Linked DNA regions of Mus musculus: all the other regions are linked to region 7. The links are chromatin contacts, called in public ChIA-PET and HiChIP or PLAC-seq maps. All regions are on one chromosome and are shown on one strand. Each heading gives the region's core, a stretch centred on a gene start, on an enhancer-like site or on the middle of the called end of the contact. The rest is flanking DNA. Distances are from core to core; before and after follow the strand shown. Region 1 overlaps Eea1 (early endosome antigen 1). Region 2 has its middle 53 kb from the start of Gm40744. Region 3 has its middle 20 kb from the start of Gm24433. Region 4 overlaps Gm29684 (predicted gene, 29684). Region 5 overlaps Eea1 (early endosome antigen 1). Region 6 overlaps Gm33377 (a long non-coding RNA gene). Region 7 holds the start of Ube2n (ubiquitin-conjugating enzyme E2N).

Region 1 (4,306 bases), core at 569-3,068, 500 kb before region 7:
TTTCCTGAGACTCTGACCTTATTTCCTACACTGCTGGCCCTTTTCAGACACATGGGACTCACTCAGTGACAACCCTGGCTCACTCCTACCTCCGGGCCTTTGGACTAGTGACCACTGCCTTAAATGTTTCCTAACACCCAAGTGATTCCCTCCCTCCTCTCCAAATGTTTGCTCAAGTGTCACCTTCTAGGTGGAGCTGTCCTGCCCATGCATTTCCACCCGTAGCCTTTTGCAACAGTCTCTATGCTGGTTTCTCTACTGTACTGCACTTAGCTCAGCACAGTAGAGCTTAGTTATTTCTCTCATGTTTATTTACTTCCTTCTACCTCCCACTACAACATAAGGCACAGAATATAAATACATTGTCTTTCTTCTTCATTAGTATATATCCAAGACACATGACACTGTTGCTCTGAAATAAACACTGAATGAAAACAACCAGTGCAGCTGGGTGTAGTGTGGCAAACACCTTTGATCCTAGCACTTAGGACACAGAAGCAGGTAGATCTCTGAGTTCCAGCCAGGTCTACAGAGTGAGTACCAGGACAGCCAGGGCTACACAGAGACCCTGTCTTACACTGGCCCTCCCCCGGCCCACCCCCACATCACTGCACTCTCACACATATATACTTATGCAAGCTTACTTCTATGCCCAGTAGGACTCCTCTAAATCAGCAAAGCCCTCTTCTTCCTCAATATCCTGCAATAGATGACATCTGCAACATCTACTTTCTACCCAGAATACAGCCCCAGCTTTACAGGTAGGCCATGCAGTGTTAGCGGCAAGTAGGCACCAGCATCTTGAATGATTTAAAAGTTGATCACTGTCAAGTGGGCTTCTCATTTCTCTAAGCTTCAGTTATGAAGAATGACACCACCTACTTGCTCTCAGCTTTTGCTCCGGCCACCAAGAACTCCTCTCACCACCTTTGACTACTCTTCTGGCATCCAAGTTCCCCAGGGCAAAGCTTTCTGCAGAAGTCACGGTTTTCATTCTCCATTGAAATCAGGTTTTCCCTTCCCGGATCCTGTTTACCCATCTCCCTCTCTAACCGGCCATCAGACTAGTCCTGTAGGCAAGCAGAGGAGGCCGCCTACCCCTGCTTTTGTCACTGCCATCCTCCTCGTAGATAAGCCTGTGCTGGTTTGGAAGTGTGGTAAATCTCCAACCCAAATAAGCCCAAGCAATGAAAACACAACTCGATTAATCTGAACACAGGCTTTGCACCTAGATTGGGCAGATCTACCACTTCACTACTATTTTCCCCATATAAGAGACCCCTTAGAACTTGTGCTTTCTCCAGTCCAGGTGCTTCTGCTCCACTTTCCTTCCTCCTCCTCCTCTGTCATCCCCACTTTCTTTCCTTTCCTCCCAAAACCTTCAGCTCCACCTTCCCCTCTCTCTCCACCCAATCACTGGCTCTAGCCTTTATTTACAAATTAAGGTGGGAAGCAGGTTTACAGGAAATCACCTGAGTGCTGACTCCTTCCTTGTTCACAGCCCCTCCCAGGAGAACGGAGTTACCATCATCTATGATTAGCCCAGGGCTGTCTGCAGCATTGCCACCCTTGACAGTTTATTGCTACCTGTAAATCCCTGAAGTCACTCAAGAAGTAAGACTTGATGATTTAGTCTTTGTCTTATTCTCAATTTCTGCAAACTTCCCACAAAATATAAAACACAGACAGAATTAACAGTGCACTCTCAACATTCATATTAACTTAATTCCTCACCAGAACTCATTCTATACTGCAATCACACAAGGATTTTGCAATAGTCTGAAATCAGGAAAACTAAAAAGTATGACTGTCTTACTCAGTGACCACAACTTCCTATCTGCTGATTGCATGACCTCATCTTCAATGCCTATCACTTCAGTCTCCTTCCAGCTGATTCATGTTAGCCTAGCTTTTCTTTCTAAACCTCAAACTTTTCTTGTAGTTCATTTCCTGTCACCTCAAAATACCCCAGACAACCACCCCACAAAATACCAACTCCAGATCAGTACTGCAATCTGTCCCTTTCCTCCCATACTTCTGAAAAGTGCTAGAATAAAGGCACAGATTTCCATAGAGTGTCTGAGTTCCACTCGCCAGTAACCACACAGAATAATCATCTCAGTGGTTTTATTTCCAGCTGTGTCTCCACCTACAGTTAACTCTGAGACACCAGGTAAGAAAACCCTCTTAGCTGTTGACCTCTACCAAAGTTTTCATTTTCATTTCTTTCCTACTCTTAACAGTAAAATCCCAGGGTAACCTACAGTTATACAATCCAGCTTAACCCCCATCGCCTTGAAATCCTATCAGGTGTTCATCTCTGCCAAATTGTTCTTACCAAGGCCCAAAACCTCCATGTTGCAAATCTAACAAGTATCTCAGTTTTCTTGAGCTAGGAAAAGAAATATAAACTATTTTTACAACTTAAATGTAAATTATATGAAAAGCGGGTAGAAACTAGAGGAAAATTTGGTTTAGGAAGAATTTTTGAGAAATAAAGAGATATGTAGGAATAGGTTTCTTGTTCATGACACTTATTAAAAAATGCTGGAAGATAAGTGACTAAAGGAATCAGATGATAAGACACTATGGTACCTCCACAGTGGGCAGTATATGTGGGCTTATCCACTGAAGCTCGAAAGACAGAAGGAAGTGTCAAGGGTCACATTCAGACAGAGGAGGCAAATATGGGCACAGGCAGACACGGTGCAATAGGAAAAAGAATAGAAAGTCAAGGTAGATCACTTAAGAAAAAAATCTCACATATCAGGATGTAATTGTAGGTAATAATAGGCCAGGATCAGCCAGGCAGGGATTCAGAGCTGGGAAGAATGCTGAAGCTTCAAGTAGTTACTGAGAATGTTAGAGTGAGGACGTCATGTCAACAAAACCCACTGAGATGATGATTCTGTGTGCTTACTGACGAGTGGAACTCAGACACTCTACGGAGATCTGTGCTTTTATTCTAGCAATTTCAACTGGTGCCCAGGCAAAAATCCTTAGCCATCCTTCCCTTTCCTCCCCAACGTGTTTTCTGGTCATGAAGTTTTGTTGCCGCATTAGAATTCCAAACTAAGACACCAAGCAACCCTGGCATGCACAGTAAGCCTCACACAGCACTTGCATGCCTCCCACCCTGACCCTCCTTCTGGATGTGACTACGACACTCAGATAGCTGTGCATCCTGCTTAATTACCATGGGCGCTGTTTGCACCATCAGCAAGCATCCACGGCAGCAGGCACTTTGTATGTTTTATGCACAGCCATAGATAGACACAGAATCAGTTCCCTGGCTGAGAATATGGCTCAGTACCGAACATATAGAGGCAATACTATTTACTGATTAAACACAGAAGGGATACATGAATCCAGGATTCTGTCTCTCTCTTTGTCTGACTCTTGTGTCATTCATTCATCAAACTCAAAAAGGAAAGATTACTTACTGCAGAAATGCCTCACTGTCCCCACAGACACCACAATTATCCCTATATACACACACCACTAGATTGCATCCCAAGAGGGCAGGCACTGTGCCTCTATATGTTCGGTACTGAGCAGTGTCTGACATCCAGCACTCGGTAATATCCAATAAATGAAAGAAAGAAGGTATAAACAAATATGAAAGGCAAATTCATTTCAAGCCTGTATCCTCTCTCACAAAACAAAACTAAACTTCTTTAACCTTCTAAGCCATGTAATAATAGAATCTGTACTAATTTAATCCAATCATTATATTTTCTTTACCTAGTTCCAGTGTTCAGGTAATGCTAAGAAGTAAAAGGTATGATCAACACATGCTACATTACATTGTAGAACTACAAAACTGTGTGTGCATGAGTGTATATGTACATGTGTGTGCACATGCATGTGGAGCCCAGAAATCAACACTGGCTGTCTTCCTCCATGGCTTCACCACTTTCTCTTTGAGACACAGTCTCTCCTGAGCAGTGATTAGCTAGGCCAGAGCCCTCCACTCTTCAGTCCTGGAACCACAGGTGAACTGCATGCTACCACACATGGCTGTTCACTTGGGTAGCAGGGTATGAGCTCAAGCTTCAGGAGCTGCTGCATGCTTGCACAGACAACACTTAACCAGCTGAGCCATTTCCCATCTTTAGATCAAATTAGGCAATATAATAAATAATGTTATCTAATAAATGTAATATACCTGAATACTTTATGAATTGCATATAAAGCAAATGTTTACAATGATTTTAAAGTACTTTAATTTTTACTTATAGAAATAAAGAGTATGTTCTAACTATCACTTAATATCAAAAGAACTCATCATCAAGTATTTTGCCTT
Region 2 (3,968 bases), core at 1,090-3,589, 500 kb after region 7:
TTCCTAAGAAAATACTGCTCTGGACCTGGTATCAGCCCTGTCTAGCCCATCTCCACCATCCAAGACATCCCTATGTCCAACAGAGTTTGGAGCCAGCCATCCCAGAGTTAACTCTGATAAAAAATTAATAATGTCACCAGACCCTTCACCTTCAGAGAGGTGCTAACTTCTAATACACATGAGGGACTGGACTTACAATGTCTGACTCCTCCCAATGATTGAATAGGACATTCAATCCATGAAGACAGCTGAGTTAGGCCACCTATCAAAAATTTGAATAGGTGATGTAAATTTTTACACGTGCCCCTTCTGAAGAGACATCTTTAATATGGAGGTGAATTCTTAATGTTCTTTCCTCGTCTCGACTCCGATTCCGGCAGAACACTCACCCTTGGCATCTCTCGGTACTTTGATAAATGGCACAAAACAGAGGGCTCGCCGCTTTTATGGCTGCATTTCAGCCCTTCCCCCCGCCCCCCACCATTCCATCACGAGAGCCAAATGAGCTACCACACCTGCAGCACTGATCTCACAGTGTCCGGCACGGGTCCAGAGGACAGTCCGTCCTAGTGGCGAGCAGGCTTTCAAGTTCTTGATGCAGGCCTCAGATAGTTCCACACAGCAGATGGGAACTGGGAGTTTCTAAACCCTCTGCCTGCCATCTACTTAATTCAGATAATAGGCCTGCCAGATGGCTACCCGGTCCTAAAGTTTTAGCTGGGCAATTCTCCATCCCCTCGGGAGACAATAAGCGTGGACACACGGGTGCTCCAGAGACCATTGGAAAGAGCTGGGAATGTGGCAGGGGAAGAGGTCAGAGGATATCCAAGGATACCAGCAGCTACCAGCCATTTGCCAGAGACTTCACTGCAAGGGAATACACTCACACTTAGAGTCAAGTGCTGTCCCTGCAAAGGAGCAACCTAGAGTCACCCTTACAGTGGGTATCCTGCTGTCTCCTAGGGTTACCTTTACAGCGGTGTCCCATTGTCTATTATGGTCACTCTTACAGTGGGTATCCATTGGCCCCTAGGGTTACCCTTACAGTGGGTGTCCCATTTTCTACCAGAGTCACCCTTACAACATGTGTCCCAGTGGCCCCTAGGGATCACCCTTACAGCAGGTGTCCCATTGTCTACTAGGGTCACCCTTACAGTAAGTATCCCATTAGCCCCCAGGGTCACCCTTATAGCAGGTGTCCCATTGGCCTCTAGGATCACCCTTACAGTAAATATCCCATTAGCCCCTAGGGTCACCCTTACAGCAGGTGTCCCATTGGCCTCTAGGATCACCCTTACAGTGGGTGTCCCATTGGCCCCTAGGGCCACCCTTACAGTGGTTGTCCAGTTGGCCTCTAAGGTCACCCTTATAGTGGGGTGTCACCCTTTCAGTGGGTGTCCCATTGGCTCTTAGGGATTGGCCCATGGAACTTAGCTGGAACAGAGATGCTGCAGGCAAAGTGTCTGAGGTGATCTCAGGAAAGCATCAATCACCCTTTTACCCAGGAGATAAACTTTGAGAAAGGCTTGGACTACAGTGTTTATATCAAGGCTACCTCTACACCCGGGGGCAGGACACCCTGACAGACAGCCCGTTTACATCACTACTTGTTCTGTTTACTGTTTTAGTGTCCATTCTGGAATGCCCTTCCTATGCCTCCCTCTGCTTACCCATCTTCCTCACAGATCACCCCCTCCAGGCAGTCTTCCCAGACCACTCAAGACCTCACTTGCCTCCCACTTCTCCAAAAGCTCCGAAGAATCATCTTCCTTGCACTGATCTATGCACGTGACTCTCACGCCTCTTGTTCAGTTTGATGGCAGGCCTGGCACCACACCTGGCTGCCCTTGCTTATCCAACCTCATTTCCTAACCCACCGTAGAACCACAGTGGGTGCCTGCTGTCTCGTTAGCATAAGTTGGGACATGCAGTCTTTAAAAACTAAGTTGGGTAGTACAGTAGAATTGGTGGAAAAATTAAAAATAAGCTTCCTCTTGAATGAACGATGAGAGGTGAGCTTTGGGGACATCATTCTGTGCCTTTAAAAAAAAAAAAAGTATAAAATGCCCCGCACTTCGGAGGCAGAGGCAGGCAGATCTTTGAGTTTAAGGCCAGTCTGGTCTACAGAGTGAGTTCCAGGATGGCCAGGGCTACAGAGAAACCCTGTCTCAAAAGAACAAATCAAAACAAAAAGTACAAAAGAAAGGGAGAAATCAGATGCAGGTTGCAAGTTCCTGGTGACATCAGCTTTGGCAGGCCCTGATGGAAAGTGACCTTGCCAGAGCCCTGCTCCCCCATTCAGTTGGAACACTTTCCACTAACGGTATTAATCTGGCCTTCAGTCTGAGGCAGAGCTGCCTGGGCCAAGCCCTCCTGCTTCAGTCCAAGTGATGAATCAGCCCCATCTCCTAATGCCCTCAAGAATTAGAAGAATCGGCGGAGGAAGAGAGAGGCACAGGGCACCATGCACACCCTCAGATGGACAATAGAAATGACGGAGGCCAAGACCTTCGGTCTCTTTCCATCTCTGGGAAGCCTTTCCATTAAAAACATTTTCTTCTTCTGTTACATCCATGTTTTTTCTTTTTGGTTTCCTCTTGTCAGCCTCAGCCCAGAGGAAACTTCTCACTCCCCACCTCCAACCACGTACTAAACACCGTTTCCTTCCAAGGGCTTCTTCGTTATTTTTTTCTTCAACTTACAGCTAGATTGCTTGGCATCAACCGAGAAAGCCTAGTAACACTCTGGCGTTCCAAAAGCAGCCCAGAAGATCAGAAGTATCCGCCGCATCTACCTCCTGGACTCGGCACGATCAAACGCTACGCTCTCTGAGAAGACATTGGGAGTAGTAGAAATGTTAAGTTTGTTTTTTCTTTTTTCTTTCTTTTTTTTTTTTTTTAATTTTAAAAAACCTAAAAAGACACCTTAAAGGAAGCAAAAGACAGACACAGCCAAGAAGCAAGCAAATCTGATATTCTCTGAGCTGAAAAACAAGAGCCAAGGGAATTCTATTCTTAGCAGAGACTTAGCCAGCTCCATTCTCCAGGGGTGGGGTGGGTTGCAAAGAAGGCTACAGTGCCCTCTGTCTGGGACCTGTCAGCATGTAGCCTGGGGGCTTGGATTCATTCTCTCTCTCTCTCTCTCTCTCTCTCTCTCTCTCTCTCTCTCTCCCTCCCTCCCTCCCTCCCTCCCTCCCTCCCTGTCTCTCTCTCCCTCCCTCCCTGTCTCTCTCTCCCTCTCTCTGTTTTTTTTCTGTTCTCTCTCTATATATTCTTCTTTTTTTCTCTCTTCCAAATGGAGTTTATTTGTTTAACAGTCCTGGAACTCAATCCACAGACCAGGCTAGCCTTGAACTCACAGAGATCCACTTGCCTGTCTCTGTATTCCTCATGCTGGGACCAAAGGCGTATGCTACCACACCTGGCTTAGCTAAGGTTTTTCATTCATGGTTTTTTGTTAGTCATTGTACAACCTTTGCAATGTCTGATTATCTAAAAAGAACATGAGAGCAGGGAGCTCAGTTGACTTCACCACAGTTGTACAGTTTGGAAATGGCATCAGTAAAGATGCTAACTAACCCAGGTTCCCTTTTCTTAGCCTGTGTCTTTATAGTTCGTCTTTCCGTATCAGATTTATGTTGTTTCATGCTCAAAGGCTTTGACAGCCAGATCTGTCTAACACAGAGGTTGGTTCTCAAAGCTGAACACCATAGGCCTCCTAAAGATGTGTTCTACTATGTTTGGATACATGTCTCCCAAAGACTGGCATGCTAAAGGCTTAGTCCCCAGGCAGTGCTATCACTAGGAGATGGTGGGACCTCTAAGAGGCAAATTCTTCTAAAAGAAAGCTGGGCTTTTGTGGAATTGCCTTTAGCCAGCCTGGCACAAACAAAGATCTTCTAAAAAGAAGACAGCCTCACCTTTCTTTGGTTATCACACTATGGAAACAATGGTCCCCAAGGAATTGGA
Region 3 (3,992 bases), core at 567-3,066, 400 kb before region 7:
GTATTAAAGGGTCCCAGCACTCGGAAGGTTGAGAGCCACTGAGACCTGGGCATATGTTGAGAGCCCCTCTTTGTGTTATAACAAGATCTATGTTAGAAGACCCTCTTTGAAACATAGGCTAATTCTTTTGGGGAGGAGCATTTATTTGTCTCACACTTCGACAACATAGTTTATCACCAAAGGAAGTCCAGGACAGGAACTCAAACCTGAAGACAGAAGATGAGGCAGATGACCCATGGAGGGGTGCTGCTTACTGGCTTCCTTATCATGGCTTCCTCAACCTGTGTCCTTCCTTCCTTCCTTCCTTCCTTCCTTCCTTCCTTCCTTCCTTCCTTCCTTTTCCTTTCTTTCTTTCTTCCTTTCTCTCTCTCTCTCTCTCTCTCTCTCTCTCTCTCTCTCTCTCTCTCTCTCTCTCTCTTTCTTTCTTCCTTCTCTCATATATTACATCTCAACCACAGTTTCCTTTCCTTCCCCTCCCCTTACATTTTACTCTTCCCTCATCCTTGCCTCACTTCTCCCCCAGATTCACCCCAACTCTGCCTCCTTTCAGAGAAGACCTCCCAGGAAACACGGCATAGTAAGATACAAAAACACCCAGCACATACCATCAAACCTGGACAAGGCAACCCAGTAGGAGGAGAAGGGTCCCACAAGTAGAATAGAGTCAGAGACAGCCCTATTTCCACTGTTAGGATTTCCACAAGAACACCAAGCTATCCAACCATAACATATATGCAGTGGACCTCGGTCAGATCCCTACACACTCTCTGATCTCTGCAAATTTCCATGAGTCTGGGTCAGCTAATTCTGTCAGCCATGTCCTCATGGTGTCCCTGACCCCTCTGGTTCCTCCCATCCTTCTCCCTCTCCTCTGAAGCACTCTTCACAATCAGCTTCATGTTTGGCTCTGGGACTCTGCATCTGCTCACATCCATTGCTGGATGAAGTCTCTCCGGTCTCTTTGATGACAGTCTTGTTAGGCTCCAGTCGCAGCACACTCTGCGGGCAGGACAGACTGTAGATCAAAGGTTTTTATGGCTGGGTTGGTGTCCCAACCCCTCCACTTGAGATCTTGTCTGGTTACATAAAATGGCTGGTTCAGGCCTCATGTTCCCCATCACTAGGGGTCTTTGTTAAGGTTACTCTTGTAGATTCCATGGAGTTTCCATGGTACCAACTTTACCCCTTGTCCCCTAAAGTCCCCCAATTCCACTCTCATTTCTCCCAGTATTTTCACTCTCTTCCCCCACACACCTGATCCCTCCTTCTCAACCCCACCCATCCCCACACCACGTGCAAAATCTATTTCCCCTTCTCGGGGAGATGTTTGTGCCCCGGCGCCACCCTTGGGTCTATGAACTGAAGCATGTTTGTCTTTACTTTACAGCTAATATCCACTTATAAACAAGCACATACCACCATGAGCTAGTTCTTCTGTGTTGTTGTTATGATCAGAGAAGGATTCTAAATTCTTGAGCAACAGGAAAATTCTAAACTATATCCATATAAGTCTAGCGAGACCTGGGTGTAGGGATATAATAGCTGGGAAGTCAAATGATTACCTGGCATGGGCAAAGCCCTGTGTTCTACTCCCAGCAACACAGAAATGTAATGGCAAACCAAACAAAAATGGTCCTCACTTCACGGCACAATCTGAAAAAGTAGACAGGATTTGATTTCCCAGTTTGCTTTCAAGTAAAGCGCTTAGAAAAACTCCATGGGAGTTTTAGCCAGTGCAGTGCTCTCACCTACTGCTCTTCCTCAGGCAGGCCTGCCTGGCAGAGCAAATTCGACCATCAACAGAAGCAAGAAATTCAAAACATTTCCCCAAACAGCAGAAGATGAGGAAGCAGGCCATGTTGACACAGCAACTAATTCCTTACAAATGCCAAGGAAACAAGGGGACTGCTGCGTTCTTTAACATTCCAGATCTGTGCATCATAGGACTGCAAATTTGTTTATTGCTGTGTTTTATTGCCTACAACCTAAAAGACCTGTAATTGATATGTTAAGGTCTGTGTGTGTTCTGTAATTATTGGCTTTAACTCCAGTTACCGATTAAAGATCTGCCTGCTGGGGCCTTAAGGAAACCCAGGGTAAGGAAATGACAAGGTCTGAGGACCTACTGAAGAATTGGCAGGAAACATTTCTATGTTGTTCTCAGCCAGAGTGGGAAGAAACAATAAACTAAGAACTATGAGTGATGAAACAGGAGGGAGAGGGGGAGGGGGAAGAGGGGGGGGAGAGGGAGGGTGAGGGGTTGATTTACTACAGCAAATTGGGCCCAAGGAAAGAATGTAAAAATACACGGAGCATTGGGGGGTTGGAGGGTTGTTTGGCTCTGTGCTTTAGAATATTTGCTGCTCTTGCAGAGGACCCAAGTTCTTAGTACCCACTAGGTGATTCACAACTATCCATAACTGCAGGTGATCTAACACCTTCCGTAGACATCCAGCAATTGCATGGTACACAGACATACCTTCAAGCAAAATATTTATAAACATAAAACTAAAATCAAATGTGGGCCAGTGAGATTGCTCCACAGATAAAAGCACTTGCAGTGCAGGCTGGGGAACTGAGTTTAATCTCTGGAATGCTGTTGGGACATTTCCTCACCTGTGTAAAGGTGTGTCTCTGTATTTTCAATTGTTAATTGTTGGGCCCTGCAGAGAGCACAGTGCTGGCAGGATCTTGGTATTTCTACTGTCATTTCTATAGACCATCACCAGCTTTCTATATGTAAATCCTTGTCCTTTATCCCCTGACCAAAAGTTGATTCTCTGAGGTTATCATATTAAAAAGAAAGGTGCTGCCATGAAGGTCAACCCAAAGAAATGGATCAGGAGTGGTCTTACTGCAGATTGGCTCAGACTGAAGTATGGAATTTTATAAAATAAAAAGCTGACTGCCTGAGGTAGGTCAGGAAGAACTGGAGCAGGACTTCTGGGCAGGCATAGATAGACGCTGGCAGACTCAGGGAGATGAGGAACGGGGTAGAAGAGAGATGGAAGGAATTAGAAGCAGGCAGCGAGAACCACATAGAGAGACGGCATGGCAGAGAAGTCAGGGTAAGTTAGTAGCTAGCGGAGACTACCCCCAGTAAAAGGCCAACAGCTTAAACTCTATAGATGCTTCTAGGTCTTAATTAAACCTCAAGTAGATGCACAACAGAACTCATGGGGAAAGGACAGATACAATGACCTGCATCTGTAATCCCTGAGCTCATGCTGTCAGGCAGGAGGCAGAAACAGGAGAGCTGACCTATAGCATCTCAGGCCAGGGAGCCAGGAGCACACCACCAGGGAGAAACAAGAAAGACCTTTCTCAACAAGGTTCAAGGTGAGAACTGACCTCTACACACATATGCTGTGGCATGCATATGCTCCGCACACAGGCATGTATTCATGCATGTGCATGTATATCCACACATATACACAAACACACACCCACAATTGTTTAACCTGCTTCTTCCAGGCATGTGGGATCACGAATCATTTGCATCACACTGAATAGGACTCGTTGTATGTGCCAGAATTCAAGGATGATACATGTAAAGTATGTGCCCCTATTAAGAGATTCAAGCTCACACTATGTCTTGCCAGAAGGAAGGAAAGGAGAGGAAAATGGAAAAAGAGAGATAAGGGAGAAAGAGAGGAAAAGGAGATTGGTTTTCATGCTAACTTCAACACCTCAGTAAGTATAAATTGGTTAATCGTCTTTTCATAGTGTAGTTAAAGCATTGATTTTCAGCTTAATTGTGCAAATTAAGTAAAAATAAGCATTTACTTAAAAAGCATGGTAATAGCTGAAAACATAGCAGCATAATAAGACTTGAAAAAGCAATGCTGGCCTGCTATTGGCTTTTGTCTTTAATGCTAGCATTACAAATTAATGTTACAAAATTGCAGAGGAACAAACCCTTGATTCTTTTTCTCTTCAAAATTCAATCTTCCAGGTTGTGTGGATTTAATTACAAGTGTGTTTAACCACAA
Region 4 (3,742 bases), core at 982-3,481, 400 kb after region 7:
AAACCTATAATCCCATGGCTCGTGAGGCCGAGGCTGCAGAATGAGGGCTAGAAGCCATACTAGGTTACATAACACGTTCCAGGGTGGCCTCGGTTACAGAGTGAGACTCTCTCAAAAAACAAGTCAAACAAAATATACACACAAAGAAGAAAAACAAACAAACAAACAAACAAACAACACACACACACCAAGTTGTAACCTGTAATTTAGATATGAAGGTCACAATGAAATGGCTAGAAAGAGATTTTTGGTTTTTTGTGGTTTTTTTTCCAGTAATAATACAATCTCAGGGGTCACAGTATGAGCGAGCAAATGTCCTGTAACAAAATTATCTTCATGTGTAGGCATCCACTAAAGGAAGTTTTGAACTTTCTCTGATTGGTCTGACAGGCATGCAAATAGCGATTCTGTAGTCTCTGAAATATTTTGCATTATAGCTGAATATGAAAGAAAAAATGATTAATTTACTCCTTAAAATTTTTTATTGTATTTATTTATTGGTGGGGGCATGCCAAGGTGCACACTCCAAGGTCAAAGGACAGCTTATAAGAATTGGTTCTCTCCTTTGACCCTGTGGGTCCTGGAGATTAAACTCAGGTCATTTGGATTGCATGCCAAGTGTCTTTATCCACTAAGCCATCTCACCAGTCCAAGAGTAATTAGTGATCAAATATTATGAACTTATACTAAGTTACCATTATATTATGAAGTTTATAGATTTCCTATTATTGTTGTTATTATATACATATGTGTGTATATAATGTGTGTAATAAAATGTCAAATGTAAATGTATGTATTATGTACAGTATACTTTGGGAATGATCATGTGAAAGATATTTAAGTTTCCAAAAGCACACATTTTCCCAAGGATACTTTTCAGCCACGTTCATGAGCCATCTTTGCCACTCAGTTGCGAGAATCTCAGAGAGCTTAGCCACCGCCCTGCTGACTGCTACCGCTCTGCCTCTGCCTGGCAGGTGGACACGCTCCTTGGGGTATCTTCAATGAAACTGTTCCCCACAGGTCCAGGTGTTTGAATATCTGATTCCCAGTTGGTGGAGCTATTTGGATAAGTTTAGGGTGTTTGGCTTTGCTGGAGGAAGTGTGTCACGAGAGAGGAGGGCTTGGGGTAGGGGTTGAGGTTTCAAAAGCCATGTGTCATTCACAGGTCAATAATTACACAGGTCAATAATTACATTCACAGGTTAATAATTACAGATTAACTTGTAATTATTAAAACAGAATAAGGCACCAGCCAGCCTTATTTCTGCCTCGTGCCTGTGGTTCAAGATGTGAGCCCTTAGCTTCAGTTCTGGATGCCGTATTTGCAGCTTACAGCCACATAAGGCTCACACCATGACAGACTCTTTCCCCTCTGGAACATGAGCTAAATAAATCTTTTCTTCCATAAGTTGCGCACTCATCATGCCTTATTACAAGAATAGGAAAGAAACTAACCCCTCTACTTCCCGAGGCCCTTCCTGTACACATATCTCCTCTCTGAGACATTATTAATAGTCTTACTGCCTCCCTAGATCCTGGAGGAGAAATGTAGTCTCCCCTTTCTTGAGTCCTACAAACGCACAGCTCCTCACGATATCCTTCCTTATTTTACCCCTCAACTTTACATAGATCACATGGTACAGAATGCCCCAGGATATTCAGCTAAGGCTTAAGTACGGTTCAGATATTTTCCTTGAATGCTGAGGATGTGGCTCAGTTGATAAAGTGCTTGCCTGGCATGCACAAACCCCTGGGTTTGATACACAACAGTATATAAACATGATGATACATATCTGAGTTCTTCTCTGCCAACTGTTTGTATGAAGTCTTACTCACCACCCCATTCTCTTGCCTTGGTACAGGCTGCTGGGTGTCAGAGCCACCTGCACTTACAGCTCAAAGCTAGAACGCTGACCACAGAGTATCTCAGTACCCAGGGGTCACACTTACCAGCATGGAAGAAGTCCCTTGACTTGACTGCCACACATTTTTTTGTCTAGCAGATCATTAGGACCCCCAGGGGTGGATGAATCTCCCACCATATCCTCAGCTGATGGATAATACCCCCATCACAGAAAAAAAAAAGAAAGAACAAAAAACAAATTGAAGGAGCTTTCTTCTTCCTGGTGGTGCTTTCCAAATCTATCGTTCAAGCTGTGAACGTATGCTGTCACTAGTGTGTCTCAAGGTACCTTTGAAAGCAGTCAGTAGACACTGCTACACTGCTACTTTCTCTTTTCAGCTGTTCAACCCTGCTGCCCAGACAACATTACAATGACCTCATGTGAACAGTGGAAGGGCCACGAGATGAAGGGAAAGGATTCCAGCTATGGGTTCAGAGCATCTGTGCTTTTAAAACTGTAGCCCCTCCTGGCTCTGCTCCTAGAGATCTCGCTAGCGCCTTGTGAATGTGGTGAAATCTACAGATGTGTGTGTGTGGGGGGGAGGGGGGTTCAAAAGGCAGAGCGTAGCTTTTCCGGAGTTAAAGGTCTGGGCTCCTCCTGCTCTGAAGGTGGGCTGCATCTTAAGGGAGATGAGAATTAGACATAAAGGGTTAGTGTTTACTCACGACCCATGAACTTGGGAATATAAAGGGGCTACTGCCTTAACACTCCAACATGGGGGCGCAGGAGCCTGAAGGGTTATGTAAGGAGAGAAGAAGGTGTGGGCTAGGATCTAAGTCCTCTTCTCTGAAACACTGCACTGAGTGTGTAACCCCAGGGGGCAGCTCTTGCAATTCTCCTTTTGAATTGTTGTGCTTTGTGTTACTTAAGACATAGACCCAAACAATATGTTTCTATGAATCTGAAGAAAAACTTAACTGTTAACATCTTATTCATCTTCATGGAACTTTTTCTCAGAACTTAGAATGCTCTGGAAAAAGAAAGGGGATGTGAAGAAACAGGGAGATGAGAGCGGGAGAGGAGGGAGAAGCAAAGGAAACTCCAAGGCCCTTCATCAGGCTTGCTCTGCTTGCAGCCCCACGGAGAGGAGCAGCTGTGCTAAGAGGCTCGTGTGTGTGTGTGTGTGTGTGTGTGTGTGTGTGTGTGTAAGTGTTGTGTATATGTGTGAGAGTGTGTGCATGTGTGTGTATGTATATGTGTGTGAGTGTGCATATGTGAGTATGTATGTTTGTGTGTATGTGTGTGAGTGTGTGTTTGTGTGTCTGTGTGTGAGTATGCATGTGTGAGTGTGTGTTTGTGTGTATGTGGGCATATATGTGAGTGTGTGTATGTGTGTGAGTGTGTGTATAGATGTATAAATCTGTGTGTGAGTGTGTAGATGTGTGTGTATGTGTGAGCATGTGTGAGCATGTGTGTGAGTGTGTAGATGTGTGAGCATGTGTGAGCATGTGTGTGAGTGTGTGTGTGAGAGAGTTTCTTCCTTCTTCCTCAGTTTTGCAGCCCAGACTTTTGCCCATCTGGATGCAAACCCTGAAGCTTCCAAGCCTCCAGACTTGGCCTGAACCCAGACCAAAGAAGAATCCCGTTGTCTTATATCTGCTCTCACACTCAGGTTGGGGATGGATGAAGAGGACTTTCCCTTGAGGGTGATGAGTTCCTGGAGAGAAATACACTTCCGAAAAGCAACGTCAGCATGATTTATGCAACAGCCCACTGCCAGGCTTCTTTCATTTCTCTCCAACTCTGAAACACAGGCTAGAGGTTACTGCTTATCTTCCATCCCAGAAGGAGACTCTGATCAGAGGAGAGCTTGGTATTATGCCAGGATCTGAATT
Region 5 (4,296 bases), core at 36-2,535, 460 kb before region 7:
GACAGTCTACATTCCTTTTTATTTCCTTATTTTTATACTTCACATGTTTATTTATAGTTTTTGTTCTTATATAAATTGAGACACGCAGGAAATGACAAAAGGTAATTAAAGTCATAAGGAAATCCCCACTCTCTTCTTAAACACTGTCACTCAAAGTAGTACATGACATTAAATTTTTCTTTTCTATGCTGGGAAGAGATTAATCAAATGTACCTGGATAACAGTGGGGAAACTGGAGCTGGAGAGATAGCTCAGCAGATAAGAGCACTTGCTACTCTCGAAGAGAACGAGGGTTCAGTTCCCAGCACCTACATGGTAGCTCTCAGCCATGTGTAACTCCACAGGCTTCTAACACATATGCAGTCCACATAGATACATGCAGACATTCATACACATAAAATAAGTATAATAAACAATGAGGAAACTGAATGGCTTGAATTAAAAAAAAAATACAAGAGGAACATTCCTAATGTTAAAATCTGGATGTTCTAAAATCCTATGGTGGTACAAGCCTGCAATTCCAGCAATGGGAAGGCTGAGGCAGGAGCATACTTAGGCTATATTAGATTCTATTCAAAGAGAAATTTAAAAGAATAGCAAGGGAAAAGTATAAAATTTCACAAAACTATTCCACACACAAAATTATTTAAAATGATATACAGAACTGCCCTCAGTTTAACAGTATACTGTGTACATAAACTATAATTCATGCTTAGGCTTTGTCCTTCTCTCCGAGACACTTCATTTACATATAAGCAAATCTGAAACCCCAAACATTTTCAATCTCAAGCCTTTTCAAAAGGAGACATTCACCCTGTACTTACCTCTGTTAGCATCCTCAGAACCTATTCCAGGTTCTGGGACAGTCTGGCTAAGGAATGACAAGGAAGAGTCATCGTCTTGTGTTTAACTATTGTTTTAACACAGAGAGCAGGAAGATACCAACCCAATTCAGAAGAACACCCTAACGGTGGCATGAAGGATAAAGCAGAGGGCAGGAGTGGGCCATACGAGAAGAGTTGCTACTGTACCCTGAGGCCTATCCAACCAATTGAGAAAACACAGAATTTTGAAAAAAAAAAAAATGTTAAAGACAAAATATTTAAAAGCTAATCTCTGGCCAAAGATAAAAGAAAATGAGAGGAGCTATATAAGGTGTATCCATTTAGTTATTAGTACCAAGACACACTATCCAAAATGATGGCTATTTGTGTACTTTCCATTCCCAATAAGCCAGGCAAATGGCAAGGAAAACATAGAGAAAGGAGGTAGGGAGCCGACTCCACTGCAGGGTAGGGCCGAGATAACAACCACGGTGCTTTCACTTTCTCCTCAGGCTAGTTCTCAGAATAAACACAACTATCTCTGACAAAATTACTCAGCTAGTAGAAACAATAGCACACTGAAAAACTATAAAATTAAATTCAACTAGTAGACACAATAAAGGACATCTGTATCTATTCCACTTGACATCTCCAGTTTCTTTCTGCCCACAGGGCTCAGCAGACTGGGCCTTAAATCTTTGTCCCCAGTGTGAAGGCTACCTTTCTACTGAGAAATTACCCTGACAAAGTCAGCTAAATATAGTTTAGGGAATGACCAAAATAGAGTGGTGCTGATGACAATGATGTCACTTCAAAGAAGAGAGAGAGAGAGAGAGAGAGAGAGAGAGAGAGAGAGAGAGAGAGAGAGAGAGAGAGAGAAGAGAGAGAGAGAGCGCCTAGGACTCTTGAAAGCCCTTAGGACTCCATCTGATATTTCTGATATGTCTCACTGACACTTCAGATGCTCAAGATCTGTCCTTGGGCAAAAGTTGGGCTCATCTTCCTGAGTAGAGAGCAGGGTCAGATTTTGATCTAGGGTCTTCATTCTGCATAGTTAAGGCAGCACTGGAGTAGTGGGGGGAGGGTGGCCGTAGGTCTGCACTCATTCTCTCTCCTCGCTTGTCTCCTTCTTTTTGTCTTTATGACCTTTCTGAGGCATCTGTGGGTTTGTCTGGACCAAGACAGAGCAGATTCTTCTGAAACCTCAGCCATATGACGGGTGATTTTCCAAATGGCTCTAATGATGATGCCTAACTTCTCTTCAAAGGATTGTTCTCCCAATGATGGAGTTTCTCCTCTATATCTTGAATAGTTGGTAACAGGTTCAAGTATTCAGCGATAAGTATTGGGAAAGAGATTGTCACTGACCTATACCACTGATGGTATATTGATCTAAGGTTTCTTCTATTCTGGACTTATGAGAAAGAGGTAGAAATTTTTCAGAAGTAGAAGCCTCAGATTGCTCTCCTTGTATGAGGGCTAAAGTGGTGGTGCTTTACATTTAAGACACCTATTTTAAAAAAAATGTCTCTAACCTGGTAGCCCTGCTTGCCCAAGGACAGAAAACTTCCAGGAATGCCAGGGGCTACTGATCCTAGAAGGTAACAAGGCCCATGTTTGCACTTCTGTAAGTATGGCTGGCTGCCACAGCTGTACAGGATGCGCCTGGTCACACATAGGCTGGAGGTGTATTGACAGGAAGTACATCAGGATGTATGCCTGCCTCTGATTGGACAAAGGCAGGAAAGGCCTTGTGGGGTTTGCCTTTATAAGTACCAGACTAATATGACTTGCAGCCATTCTCTGGAAATCCTGGGTATGGACCTGACTGGTGTCCATCATCCTGAACAGTATTTACTAAAGCTTGTTTTAAATTTGGCTCAGAAATTATGGTAATGGTCTTATTTTCACTTAGTGGGACTTGCTCTCGAGATCTCTGATTTCCTAGTACAATGAAGGAATAGACTTTGATCTCCTTTTTAAAAATGTTAAAACCTAACTTTCCAAAACTGTCTAAACTTATTCAGAGTATGTCTTTACTGTATTCATTGACTGCCCATGAAATATTTACATTTGAAGTATAATTTTCAAGCTTTTAATTTTCTATTTTATGTTTTGTTAATGACTCATCCAAAAAGTAATTAAAAATTTTTTCCCACAATGATATACCCAAAAAACCAGGTTTGGTGATGCACACATGCCTGTCATGCTACTATGTTGGGAGGCTGAGGAAAGGAATAAAAAGGTCAAAGCCAGCAGAGGTGTCATGAAAAGAAGCATGTTAAGAGCTCTGATCCAAACAGCACTTAAGAGTAAAAAGAGGAAACCAGACAATTCTGTCCCAAACACAGGTCAGTAATGCAAAGACTTTGAAATATTAAAAAGGAAAAACTGTTTTCAAAGTAAGAATTCAGATCATCAAAAATAAAAAACAAACAGAAATTATACAGGGTTCTGTGACCAAAAACAGATAACTGCAATCACATTCTTCACTGGGGACTAAAAGTGTCACACAAGATGGTAGACACAAGATGGTAGATAAAGAAGATCGACCCACTGGGACCTGAGAAAGTGGACAATGCTGCTGTTCTTTGCCATAAACAGAAACTTTTGAAAACACTGTAAGTCCAGTCAATGTTTGTGCTTGAAGTTTGATTAAAACTTTTCTAGGATCCAGAGAAAGTACATTCCATACAGTGAATTATCTATAAAGTGAAAACTTTTATGTTTTTTATCGTTATATTCAAAACACAGATATGATTAAGATTTTTAAACTAATATAAAGATTATATAAAAACAAGAATGGATGATACTGTTGTGAGTTTATAAAAGGCATAAAGTACCATGTCTATATGTCATAGCTTCAATGATATAAAAATGCAAACACACAGAAATTAAAAGGTGATCATGTAAGATGATGATCTTCATGTTAAGGTGTTCTTTTTTTCTTCCATTTTACCTAAAGACTGAGTTAATATGCTTTTACAAACCATTTCCCTCTTTCCAACATGTTACTAGTACTGTTGTAATACTTTTGAAAGCCTTTTAAAGATAATTCCTTCCAAAATGAGCCTGATAAAAAAATTCAGATAATTATAGTTGGCAAACATCTATCATTAATAACAAATAGACTAAGAAAAAAATAAAACTGTTTTCCTATTCACTATTGATCGTAGCCAAATGGGTAGGCTTTTTATAACCAAGCTTCAGTTCTCTCTGGGTACCAATGCCACATCCTACCACTTATTAAAATCTGGCACTGCTGGGGCATTCTGCTAACTGCACAGATTAAAGGGTCTGTTTCATAAGATTTCCCATCCCTTTCTCCAAGGAACAAATCCTGAAGTTATCCAAACTTCTGTCTATTGACCATAAGTAAGGGCTCCTACAACCCAGACTCTGGTTCAGTAACTTGTCATAAGAGCTCAAAGAACCCAGAGAAACATTTGATTTATTTTTACTATAAAGGATA
Region 6 (3,919 bases), core at 989-3,488, 350 kb before region 7:
CGGCTCCCCGTGAAGTCCCACTATCATCCCATGGCTCCCCGTGAAGTCCCACTATCATCCCATGGCTCCCCGTGAAGTCCCACTGTCATCCCATGGCTCCCCGTGAAGTCCCACTGTCATCCCATGGCTCCCCGTGAAGTCCCACTGTCGTCCCATGGCTCCCCGTGAAGTCCCACTGTCGTCCCATGGCTCCCCGTGAAGTCCCACTGTCGTCCTATGGCTCCCTGTGAAGTCCCACTATCATCCCATGGCTCCCTGTGAAGTCCCACTATCATCCCATGGCTCCCCGTGAAGTCCCACTATCATCCATGGCTCCCCGTGAAGTCCCACTGTCGCTTCACACTTTCAAGCAGACAACATCATGATGGCCATTCCTGCCTTTGAGCGGGAAGCTGGGAGTTTCTACAGAAGGGGTTCCGAAGTCAAGTAAAAACTTCCTCCCTAGCAGGCCATGGTGGCACAGGACCAATAATCCCAGCATCGGGAAGATAGAGGAAGGATTGAAAGTTCAAGACCAGCCTGGGCTACATGGTGGTGAGTTTCAGGCCAGTGTGGGATGCACAGCAAACCCTCGTCTTAAAATGAATTTAAAAAAAAAAAAAAAAGAAAAAAGAAATAAATAAAAAGTGAAAGTTCTGAAGCTTCACAGAGAGAAGAAATGAGCAAATGCTCAGGCTACTAGATGAGAAGAATATGAAAAAGGATTTCATTTATACAACTATATTTTAAAAATTATGATTGTGTATATTGTGATGAAGGATGTGTGTGTGTAAGAGAGAGACAGAGACAGAGACAGAGACAGAGAGAGATCTGGACAGAGGTGGGTACACTCGCTTGGTTCACGTGTAGAGTTGGCTCTCTAGACCTCTACCCTGATTCTAAGAATTGAGCTCAAGTCTTCAGGCATGTGCAGCAAGCCCCTCTACCTACTGAGCCATCTTACTGGTCCAAAATTGTATCTTTAAAAAGCTGGACATCATTAGGTAAATCTAGTAATGAAAGCAAGTTAGTATATATCTCAGGCCACTTGCTGTTGCTATAACTGCGCACTGCAGACAAGGCTACTTTAGAAAGAATAAAGGTTTGCTTCGCTCCTAGCTTAGGAGGCTGTGACCCCAGGCAGGGGCTGGTATATGGAAGAGCCCTCTTGCTGCTTCCTGCTGTGGTTGTTGGAAGTCATCACAGGGTCAGATAGAGCAAGCCTGCTAACTCAGAACTCTCTCCTCCCCATGCTGTTCTACCACTGCAGGGCCCTCAGAATCATGAGCTCATCCTAGCCTAACTATTTTCCAAAGAACCCACCTCCTAAAACCACTGATGTCTGCTTCTAAGATGTGAGCTTCAGGAGACACATTCAATCCACACTACTGTGTTGATATCTGCTGTGTAGAAATTAGTTACTTCTGATTGTATTTATCCAAGGCAGTAGTTTAACAAGCACATTAGTCTACAGGCACATTTTTGCTAATTTTAGAAGATAAATATAAACACACACACATACACTCACTCACACACACACATATACACACATACATGCACACACACACACTCATACACACACATATAAACACATACATGTACACACTTATATACACATGCATGCACTCACATACATACACATAAACTCACACGTAGGTATACACACACTCACACATGTAGGTATACACATACACACACAGAGACACGCATATACACACATACACACATGTGGACATATACACACACGCATAGGTATACACATACCCATACACACATACACATGCATACACACACTCATGCACATAAACACACACTCACATGTACACACATACACACAGGCAAACACACATGCATACACACACACATGATTACATACACACATTCACCCATATACACACACAGACAGACACACATACACACATGTGTGCACACGCACATGCACACACACGCCATCCAAGAGACGAACAGTTGCAGAATGAAATACACTCAGACATTTCCAATTGCGTTTGGGGCCCCGGTTCAGTTCACCCCTTGCCCCTCTGTTCCAGCCTCTTTCGCCTTCCATCTCTTTCCATTTTATTTTTCTCATCGTGTTTTGACAGGTGAAGTTGCTCGTGCAAAAGCCATGTAATAAAATACAGGAATGCCACCTTTGCCTCCCTTGCCTGCTGCCGCAGAGCGTGTGAAGCCTGTGCCCTCTACCCTTCAGAGGAGTGCTGGAGTGGCAGGAGGCTCATGGAGCTGGAATGCTGTCTGTCTCTCTCTGGCCTCTCTGCCCGGAATGTGCTCCCCACCCTAATCTCCACTGAGACCAGTGTGCAAGCACTAGAGGCTTCAGCCAGCACAGACATGACACAGCAAGGGGGACAGAGGCTGGAGGCTGCAATCAGCCCATCCTATTTATTTAACTGCAAACTTTGTTCTTTAGTTTTTATAAAAAGCTTCATTGTTACATTGAATCCAAAGGAATTTAGCCTTTAACCTGCAGTTTCCAACTCCTGGTGCTAGCAAACTTTCTTTTCTGATAAGGGGACCGCCTGATGGAATTTTCTTCTTTTCTCTCTCATCCTGAAGGTGGGGCAACCCACTGAGATGTCTTTTGGACCTCGATTCTTATCAACTAAAATAAACACAAGGGCTCTCTGGTAATATATCCACGCAACAGAAGCTCCTGGTGTAATAAAACACAGAACATACAAAGAACGGGATCAACAGGCTTTAGTTTAGGGGTGTGTATGTGTGTGTGTGCGTGCGCACCTATGTATTTTCTACATTTCCCAATCTATCTAATTATTTTCTTTCTCCATCTGTTCCTAAGAGCCCTTTACTTATTGTAGGAAATTTCATACATTGATATAGTGATTTTAGGTAGTTTTCATGCCCCATTCCCCTCTCATCTTTCCAACAAACCTCATACTTCAATGTCTCCAAGGCTCAGAGAATATAGTACCAAAGAGGAGACAGAAAGACTCTAACAGCCAAGTAGTTATTTTATTTTTTTAAAAAGGCACAGGTTTGTTTTGTTTATCTTCATCCATATAGCCAGAACATGGTCCTTCATTTTCCTCTAAGGATCACAGTGGAAAAGGCTCAAGCCCTTTGTAATGACTGGGTGCCTATATCCCTGCCAATTTATACTGAAATCTTTATATTCCCCACCCCCTACAAACACACACAGGTGATGGTATTTGGGGGGGGGGGGCTTTTGGATGTCATTAAGTCGTGAGGAAGCCACTTTCCTAAATAAGACTCTTATAAAAGAGACCTGATTCTACTGTGGAAGTCAAGTGAGAGGCGGTGCCCCTCATCAGATACTGGGTCTCCTGGGATAGTAATCTGTATTATGTGTGTGTGTGTGTGTGTGTGTGTGTGTGTGTGTGATGAAGTTTGTCAGCTCTAGAAGATGAAGATATTCCTCCCATTGCTGTTTTTCACTGAAAGCTTGAGAACCAGGATCAGTTATGGGACCAGTTGCGCATGGCAGTGCTGGACAGAGAAGAAAGAGAAGTAGGCCAGAAGGGTTCTCCCTGTCACTCCTGGAGGAGGGTTCTCCTAAACTGACTTCACCAGGTCTTCATCCTCCTTAGAACCCTAGTTCCTACCTAATTTATTGAGTAAGATACGTGTGTATGTGTGTGTGTGTGTGTGTGTGTGTGTGTGTGTGTGTATTAAACTGATGGCCTGGGTTTTGTTTCCTTTTTCAACGCGTGTATGTATGTGCATGTATGGCATTGTGTATGTGAGTGGATGTGTTTGTGTGACTGTTGTGAGTGTGGAGGCCAGAGGACATCCTCAGAAACTCTGGAGAAAGTATCTGGCCAGGAAGCTCCAGAAATCCTCCTGCCTCTGCCTCCTCAGTGCTGGGATCACAAATGCACACCATGGTCCTGCGCAACTTCATGCGGGTTTGGGAATTGAACTCAGGTCCTCGTGCTTGTGA
Region 7 (3,847 bases), core at 231-2,730:
GCATGCTTTTAGTCCAAGCACTTGGGAGGCAGAGGCAGGCAGATTTCTGAGTTCCAGGACAGCCAGGGCTACACAGAGAAAAACCAATAAATAAGTAAATAAATAAATAAATAAAACAAATTTAAAAAGGAGATTCCAGTGCTCGTGGAAAATGTATTCTTCCTTTGTAAGAGTTTTTATCCTATGAAAGGGCTTGTTTTTCTAATTCAAGCACCTTTCTGTCAATGACACCCCAGCCTCACAGACATTTGTGACTGCCTGAAGAACTACAGTGTCTCACACCCTTCAAAGAGGCCCTCCACTTACTTTGTACAAATCTCCCCTAAAACTTTGGAAGAGTGGAACAATGCTATAAATATATGTTCAGTGGATTACAGCAAGCAAAGTGAAGCTTCAATTTGAGCACTTAGCTGGCAAACTGGGCAGTGCAAGATTTTTTTAACCAATTTCCTACATTAAAAAAAAAAACAGATGCCAAAAAATGTTAAAAATTTAGTTTTCTTGGGTTATAACACTATGAAGACTTAATGGTGTTATGTAAAGATTTTAGGAAATCAAGATACGAGGTTTATACCCCCGTGGTTCCTTATGTATTTATCAAAATTCAGTATCCCTAAAGAGCCCCAGGGCCGCTCAAATAAGGCGCACAAAAGCTGAGAGGCAAACTGTTTCACAGATCATCCCCATAACCGAGGCCCTTGAGGCCCTTGCCTCGGAGAAGAGAACAGTCTCCAAAGAGTTAGCCAGCCGAAGTACAATCACAGCGCTACCCAGCAGAAACACCGGGAAGCGAACGCGGAAGCCAGGGCAACCGGGCGGCCAGCCCCGGACGTCGCTAGGAGGTGCGGGGCAGCCAGGACCAACCTGTGCTGTCGCCGGCAGAACCCCGTGGCCCTCCCGGAGCGGCCTCTCCCGGCCCGCGGCCCCGCCCGGCTCTCGGGGTCGGTCCATTCATTCCGCACCCGGGACTGCCGCAGCCCCGAGCCCCTGCGGAGGAAGAGAAGGGAGCTCCGGGGCAGAGCGGCCGGCCACGGGCCACCACCCGCGCCCAGAGTCCAGGCCACGCCGCGATTCCCGCCCCGCGGAGGAACAGAAGCCGCCGAGGCCCGCACCGGTCCCGCGCCAGAGCCCGAAGCCCGCAGCCCCGCCCTCTCCCGGGCAGCCGCCAGGGCCTCCCCGGCCGCGGCCGCACCGCCCGGGCGTCCCGCTTGTCCGGCGTTCAGAGGCGGCCGGAAGTCTCCCCGGCGCCCCCTCCTCAGCGCCCGACTTCCTCGCCGCCGAGGCCGGACCCTTCTCCGCGATGCCTTAGAGAGGCCTCTCGGAGGCTGCGGAGGGAAGCGGACGGCCGCGCGGCCCGGCGCGCCGGAGCAGAGCCAGTGGCCCGAAGCCCGCCTGGGCGGTTACCTTGATGATCCTGCGGGGCAGCCCGGCCATCTTGTCAGATCCCGAGTTCGGCCTCTGCTCTTGTCTCCGGCTCCGCTCTCCTCACGCTCGAGTGGAAGTCCCGGGCTCCACTTCCGGGGAACGTCGCCGCGCCCGCCTGTCGCTACCTCCGCCGAGGCCCCTCGGGAAATGTAGTCCCTGCTAGGACGCGGGCTTCCGACAGCCTTCCCTCCGACCTGGTGGCCCCCTCCCCCGCGCTCCCCGCCCCAACCCCAGCCGGGGGTGGCGGAAGTGACGCTCCGCGGCGGGGCAGGGACTTGGGGGGAGGCGGCGCGAGGCGGCGCCGAGCTTCTTGGCCCGTGGCAGAATCGGCAACACTGGGCGGCCGGCGTCCACGAGCGAGCGCTGTACGTGCGACCACGCCTGCGTCGGGGGGCGACGTAACAAAGGCCCGGCCCCCGACGCAGCCCATTCATTCATTCGTTCCGTTTGTTCATTCAGCGTGTCCGCAGTGCGCGTGGCGGGCTGGCGCTGCAGCGGTTCCCTGCGGACAGGGCAGGCGGGTCGCGCGCTCCTCCTCGGTGGCGAACAGGCCGGAAGTCAATACCAAAGCTTCTAACTGGGAATAACGCTGCTTGCCAAGGACCACACACACACCCGCGACAAAAAAAATTTTTTCTAAACGTTTAAATTTCACATAAAAAAGGGGGCCTCTCTGGCGCTCCCCAAAAGAGAGTTCGGAACAAGGGAGGAGGCAAAAGGCACGGCCTCTAAACGCCTGGATCCTGCAGGATATTTAATCTTTGTGGTTGTTGGTTTTCCTGAGAAAGGGCTCCCTATGTAACCAAGTCTGGCCTGGTGCTCTCTATTCTGTACGCACCGAGCTGACTTGGAACTCGTGATTCTCCTGCCTCTGCCCCCTGAGTAGAGCTAGGCTTGTGCCACCACTTAAGGTTGAGCCTAGCAATCGAGATTTACGTGCTAACTAGAAGAAGGATCTGATTAGAGTGTAAGGGTCCATGCATGATTCGCTGAAGAATGATACCCCAGACCCAAACGGTATGTAAACGCAGAGAGGGCTTTATTCTGCAGAAGTCCAGCTTGCTAGGGTCTCTCATTCCAAGATGGAGACCTGGAAGTGAGCTCACAGTTCAGATTTAAAGCACATTAGGGGTGTGGTGGGGACATGAGTGGCTGAAAACTGTTGCTGAGGAAGTCTGGAAACTACTGCTGACCCACTGTCCTTGCTTCAGGCCAGGTGGTGGGGCAGCTTCTGAGGCCTGGACTTGCCTAGTTCTTAGAAACAGGGATTTAGGCCTCGTCTTCTGAATTGCCAATTTGAAGTCAGCCTAGCCTTCTCAAGGGGATAGAAAAGCCTGTAATCCCCAAAGGCGTTGGATTACTCATAGAATGAGGGCCCTAAAAGTGGAGGTGTCTCACAAGGATCGCTGGGTGTTTCCATTTCTTTTCATGTTGCTGTGGTAAAACACCCTCCAAAAGCAACTTAAAGGAAAAGGGTTAATTTTAGCCCCAAGTTGCATCACAGGGAGACAATCCCAGCTGGTCACATCAAATTCATAATCAGAAATAGAGTTGGGAGGCAGAGGCAGGCAGATTTCTGAGTTTGAAGCCCGCCTAGTCTACAGAGTGAGTTCCAGGACAACCAGGGCTACACAGAGAAACCCTGTCTCAGAAAAAAAAAAAAAAAAGAAACAGAGAGCAATGAATCTTACATGTTAGTGTTCAGCTTTCTTCATTTTTCCTGTTTAGAATTAAGATGGGTATCCATCAATTAAATCAAGACAGTCCCCACAGGCAGGCCCAGAGGTGTTTCTAGATCTTATCAAGTTGATAACACTAACTTATGGCCGGTGCTTTCAGGAGTCAGATCCACTGGACTTGGAGCTAAGGAAGGTTGTGAGCCACCTTGTGAGTCCTCTGCCAGAGCAACAAGTACCCATTACTGCAAAGCCATATCTCCATAGCTCTGTTCACGAGACTGCTGTTTAGATAGACTTAACATTGTCCAAGGTTATAACAAAATAGTTCAGCTCCTTTCCCAGGCATGTCTGTCAAACCACAAGCCCCACCTGAATGAAACAAAAGGAAAAAGGAAAGGAACACCACTGGTCCTAGGTACAGTGGGTGAGAAAGGTTACTGTAGATAAAAGGGAGAGAGCATAGCTGGGTGGTGGTGGCGCACACCTTTAATCCCAGCACTTGGGAGGCAGAGGCAGGTGGATTTCTGAGTTCGAGGCGAGCCTGGTCTACAGAGTAAGTTCCAGGACAGCCAGGGCTACACAGAGAAACCCTGTCTCGAAAAACAAAAACAAAAACAAAAAAGGGAGAGCATAGCCAGACTGATGTCTGGGAAAGTCCAGAGTGGACATGACCAGACTTGAGTTGGGCTACGTGAGGAGAGGGGGAGGGGAAAGGAGACAGGAGAACCAGGTGCAGCAGCCCG

Evidence for each region. HiChIP or PLAC-seq counts read pairs in DNA pulled down with a chosen protein or histone mark. ChIA-PET counts read pairs in DNA pulled down with a chosen protein or histone mark.
Region 1: a CTCF HiChIP or PLAC-seq map of the NIH/3T3 cell line shows a contact between it and region 7, with 7 read pairs. The contact joins the enhancer-like site here to the promoter of Ube2n in region 7. A contact is called at or near these places in 8 of 39 promoter capture datasets (the 3T3-L1 cell line, 3T3-L1-derived adipocytes, the C10 cell line and 5 more), 1 of 15 datasets of contacts at CTCF or cohesin (the NIH/3T3 cell line), 1 of 484 Hi-C or Micro-C datasets (bone marrow-derived macrophages), 16 of 115 datasets of contacts at active chromatin or transcription factors (the 230-238 cell line, the SCID.adh cell line, bone marrow-derived macrophages and 11 more) and 3 of 9 other capture datasets (adipose tissue, macrophages and pancreatic islet).
Region 2: an H3K4me3 HiChIP or PLAC-seq map of the SCID.adh cell line shows a contact between it and region 7, with 11 read pairs. The contact joins the enhancer-like site here to the promoter of Ube2n in region 7. A contact is called at or near these places in 5 of 39 promoter capture datasets (the 3T3-L1 cell line, the C10 cell line, cranial neural crest and 2 more), 1 of 15 datasets of contacts at CTCF or cohesin (the NIH/3T3 cell line), 19 of 115 datasets of contacts at active chromatin or transcription factors (the 230-238 cell line, the SCID.adh cell line, T-cell acute lymphoblastic leukemia and 14 more) and 4 of 9 other capture datasets (adipose tissue, embryonic stem cells, liver and 1 more).
Region 3: a contact with region 7 is called in an H3K4me3 HiChIP or PLAC-seq map of bone marrow-derived macrophages, with 2.3 times the contacts expected there. The contact joins the enhancer-like site here to the promoter of Ube2n in region 7. A contact is called at or near these places in 4 of 39 promoter capture datasets (cranial neural crest, embryonic stem cells, hippocampal neurons and 1 more), 1 of 15 datasets of contacts at CTCF or cohesin (the NIH/3T3 cell line), 17 of 115 datasets of contacts at active chromatin or transcription factors (the 230-238 cell line, bone marrow-derived macrophages, craniofacial prominence and 13 more) and 2 of 9 other capture datasets (liver and pancreatic islet).
Region 4: a FOXA1 HiChIP or PLAC-seq map of pancreatic cancer cells shows a contact between it and region 7. The contact joins the enhancer-like site here to the promoter of Ube2n in region 7. A contact is called at or near these places in 3 of 39 promoter capture datasets (embryonic stem cells and pre-B cells), 2 of 15 datasets of contacts at CTCF or cohesin (the NIH/3T3 cell line and large pre-B cells), 10 of 115 datasets of contacts at active chromatin or transcription factors (the 230-238 cell line, the SCID.adh cell line, bone marrow-derived macrophages and 5 more) and 2 of 9 other capture datasets (macrophages and pancreatic islet).
Region 5: a contact with region 7 is called in an RNA polymerase II ChIA-PET map of memory CD8 T cells, with 24 read pairs. The contact joins the enhancer-like site here to the promoter of Ube2n in region 7. A contact is called at or near these places in 3 of 39 promoter capture datasets (the C10 cell line, cranial neural crest and hippocampal neurons), 1 of 15 datasets of contacts at CTCF or cohesin (the NIH/3T3 cell line), 1 of 484 Hi-C or Micro-C datasets (bone marrow-derived macrophages), 10 of 115 datasets of contacts at active chromatin or transcription factors (the 230-238 cell line, the NIH/3T3 cell line, bone marrow-derived macrophages and 5 more) and 3 of 9 other capture datasets (adipose tissue, embryonic stem cells and macrophages).
Region 6: an HNF4G HiChIP or PLAC-seq map of pancreatic cancer cells shows a contact between it and region 7. The contact joins the enhancer-like site here to the promoter of Ube2n in region 7. A contact is called at or near these places in 8 of 39 promoter capture datasets (Sertoli cells, embryonic stem cells, liver and 4 more), 1 of 15 datasets of contacts at CTCF or cohesin (CD8 T cells), 3 of 484 Hi-C or Micro-C datasets (B cells, bone marrow-derived macrophages and nephron progenitors), 21 of 115 datasets of contacts at active chromatin or transcription factors (the 230-238 cell line, the NIH/3T3 cell line, astrocytes and 13 more) and 3 of 9 other capture datasets (adipose tissue, liver and macrophages).

What each region holds. Positions count from the first base shown.
Region 1 is chr10:96,013,488-96,017,793 of GRCm38.p6, reverse strand. The region is part of intron 13 of Eea1 (early endosome antigen 1); the gene reads right to left. Among named protein-coding and RNA genes, the nearest start is that of Eea1, 75 kb to the right of the region's middle. Within about 2 kb of position 1,818, at least 85 of the 459 cell types and tissues checked have an H3K27ac peak or open chromatin away from gene starts, as enhancers often do. A contact at or near this core is called in the NIH/3T3 cell line, bone marrow-derived macrophages, embryonic fibroblasts and 1 more, where this site is marked.
Region 2 is chr10:95,012,477-95,016,444 of GRCm38.p6, reverse strand. No RefSeq gene overlaps it. Among named protein-coding and RNA genes, the nearest start is that of Gm40744, 53 kb to the right of the region's middle. Within about 2 kb of position 2,339, at least 53 of the 459 cell types and tissues checked have an H3K27ac peak or open chromatin away from gene starts, as enhancers often do. A contact at or near this core is called in the SCID.adh cell line and adipose tissue, where this site is marked.
Region 3 is chr10:95,916,870-95,920,861 of GRCm38.p6, reverse strand. No RefSeq gene overlaps it. Among named protein-coding and RNA genes, the nearest start is that of Gm24433, 20 kb to the right of the region's middle. Within about 2 kb of position 1,816, at least 16 of the 459 cell types and tissues checked have an H3K27ac peak or open chromatin away from gene starts, as enhancers often do. A contact at or near this core is called in bone marrow-derived macrophages, where this site is marked.
Region 4 is chr10:95,117,625-95,121,366 of GRCm38.p6, reverse strand. Gm29684 (predicted gene, 29684) reads left to right here. Exons shown (of 4, transcript NR_131146.1): 4 at 1-785. Among named protein-coding and RNA genes, the nearest start is that of Gm29684, 26 kb to the left of the region's middle. Within about 2 kb of position 2,231, at least 30 of the 459 cell types and tissues checked have an H3K27ac peak or open chromatin away from gene starts, as enhancers often do. A contact at or near this core is called in the SCID.adh cell line and pancreatic cancer cells, where this site is marked.
Region 5 is chr10:95,968,115-95,972,410 of GRCm38.p6, reverse strand. The region is part of intron 1 of Eea1 (early endosome antigen 1); the gene reads right to left. Among named protein-coding and RNA genes, the nearest start is that of Eea1, 30 kb to the right of the region's middle. Within about 2 kb of position 1,285, at least 83 of the 459 cell types and tissues checked have an H3K27ac peak or open chromatin away from gene starts, as enhancers often do. A contact at or near this core is called in adipose tissue, bone marrow-derived macrophages, effector CD8 T cells and 3 more, where this site is marked.
Region 6 is chr10:95,863,255-95,867,173 of GRCm38.p6, reverse strand. The region is part of intron 3 of Gm33377 (a long non-coding RNA gene); the gene reads right to left. Among named protein-coding and RNA genes, the nearest start is that of Gm33543, 22 kb to the right of the region's middle. Within about 2 kb of position 2,238, at least 57 of the 459 cell types and tissues checked have an H3K27ac peak or open chromatin away from gene starts, as enhancers often do. A contact at or near this core is called in the NIH/3T3 cell line, Sertoli cells, adipose tissue and 4 more, where this site is marked.
Region 7 is chr10:95,512,795-95,516,641 of GRCm38.p6, reverse strand. Ube2n (ubiquitin-conjugating enzyme E2N) reads right to left here and starts at 1,480. Exons shown (of 4, transcript NM_080560.3): 1 at 1,405-1,480. The coding sequence starts at 1,434. It overlaps Gm46239 (a long non-coding RNA gene), which reads left to right and starts at 2,386. Exons shown (of 2, transcript XR_001779843.2): 1 at 2,386-2,442.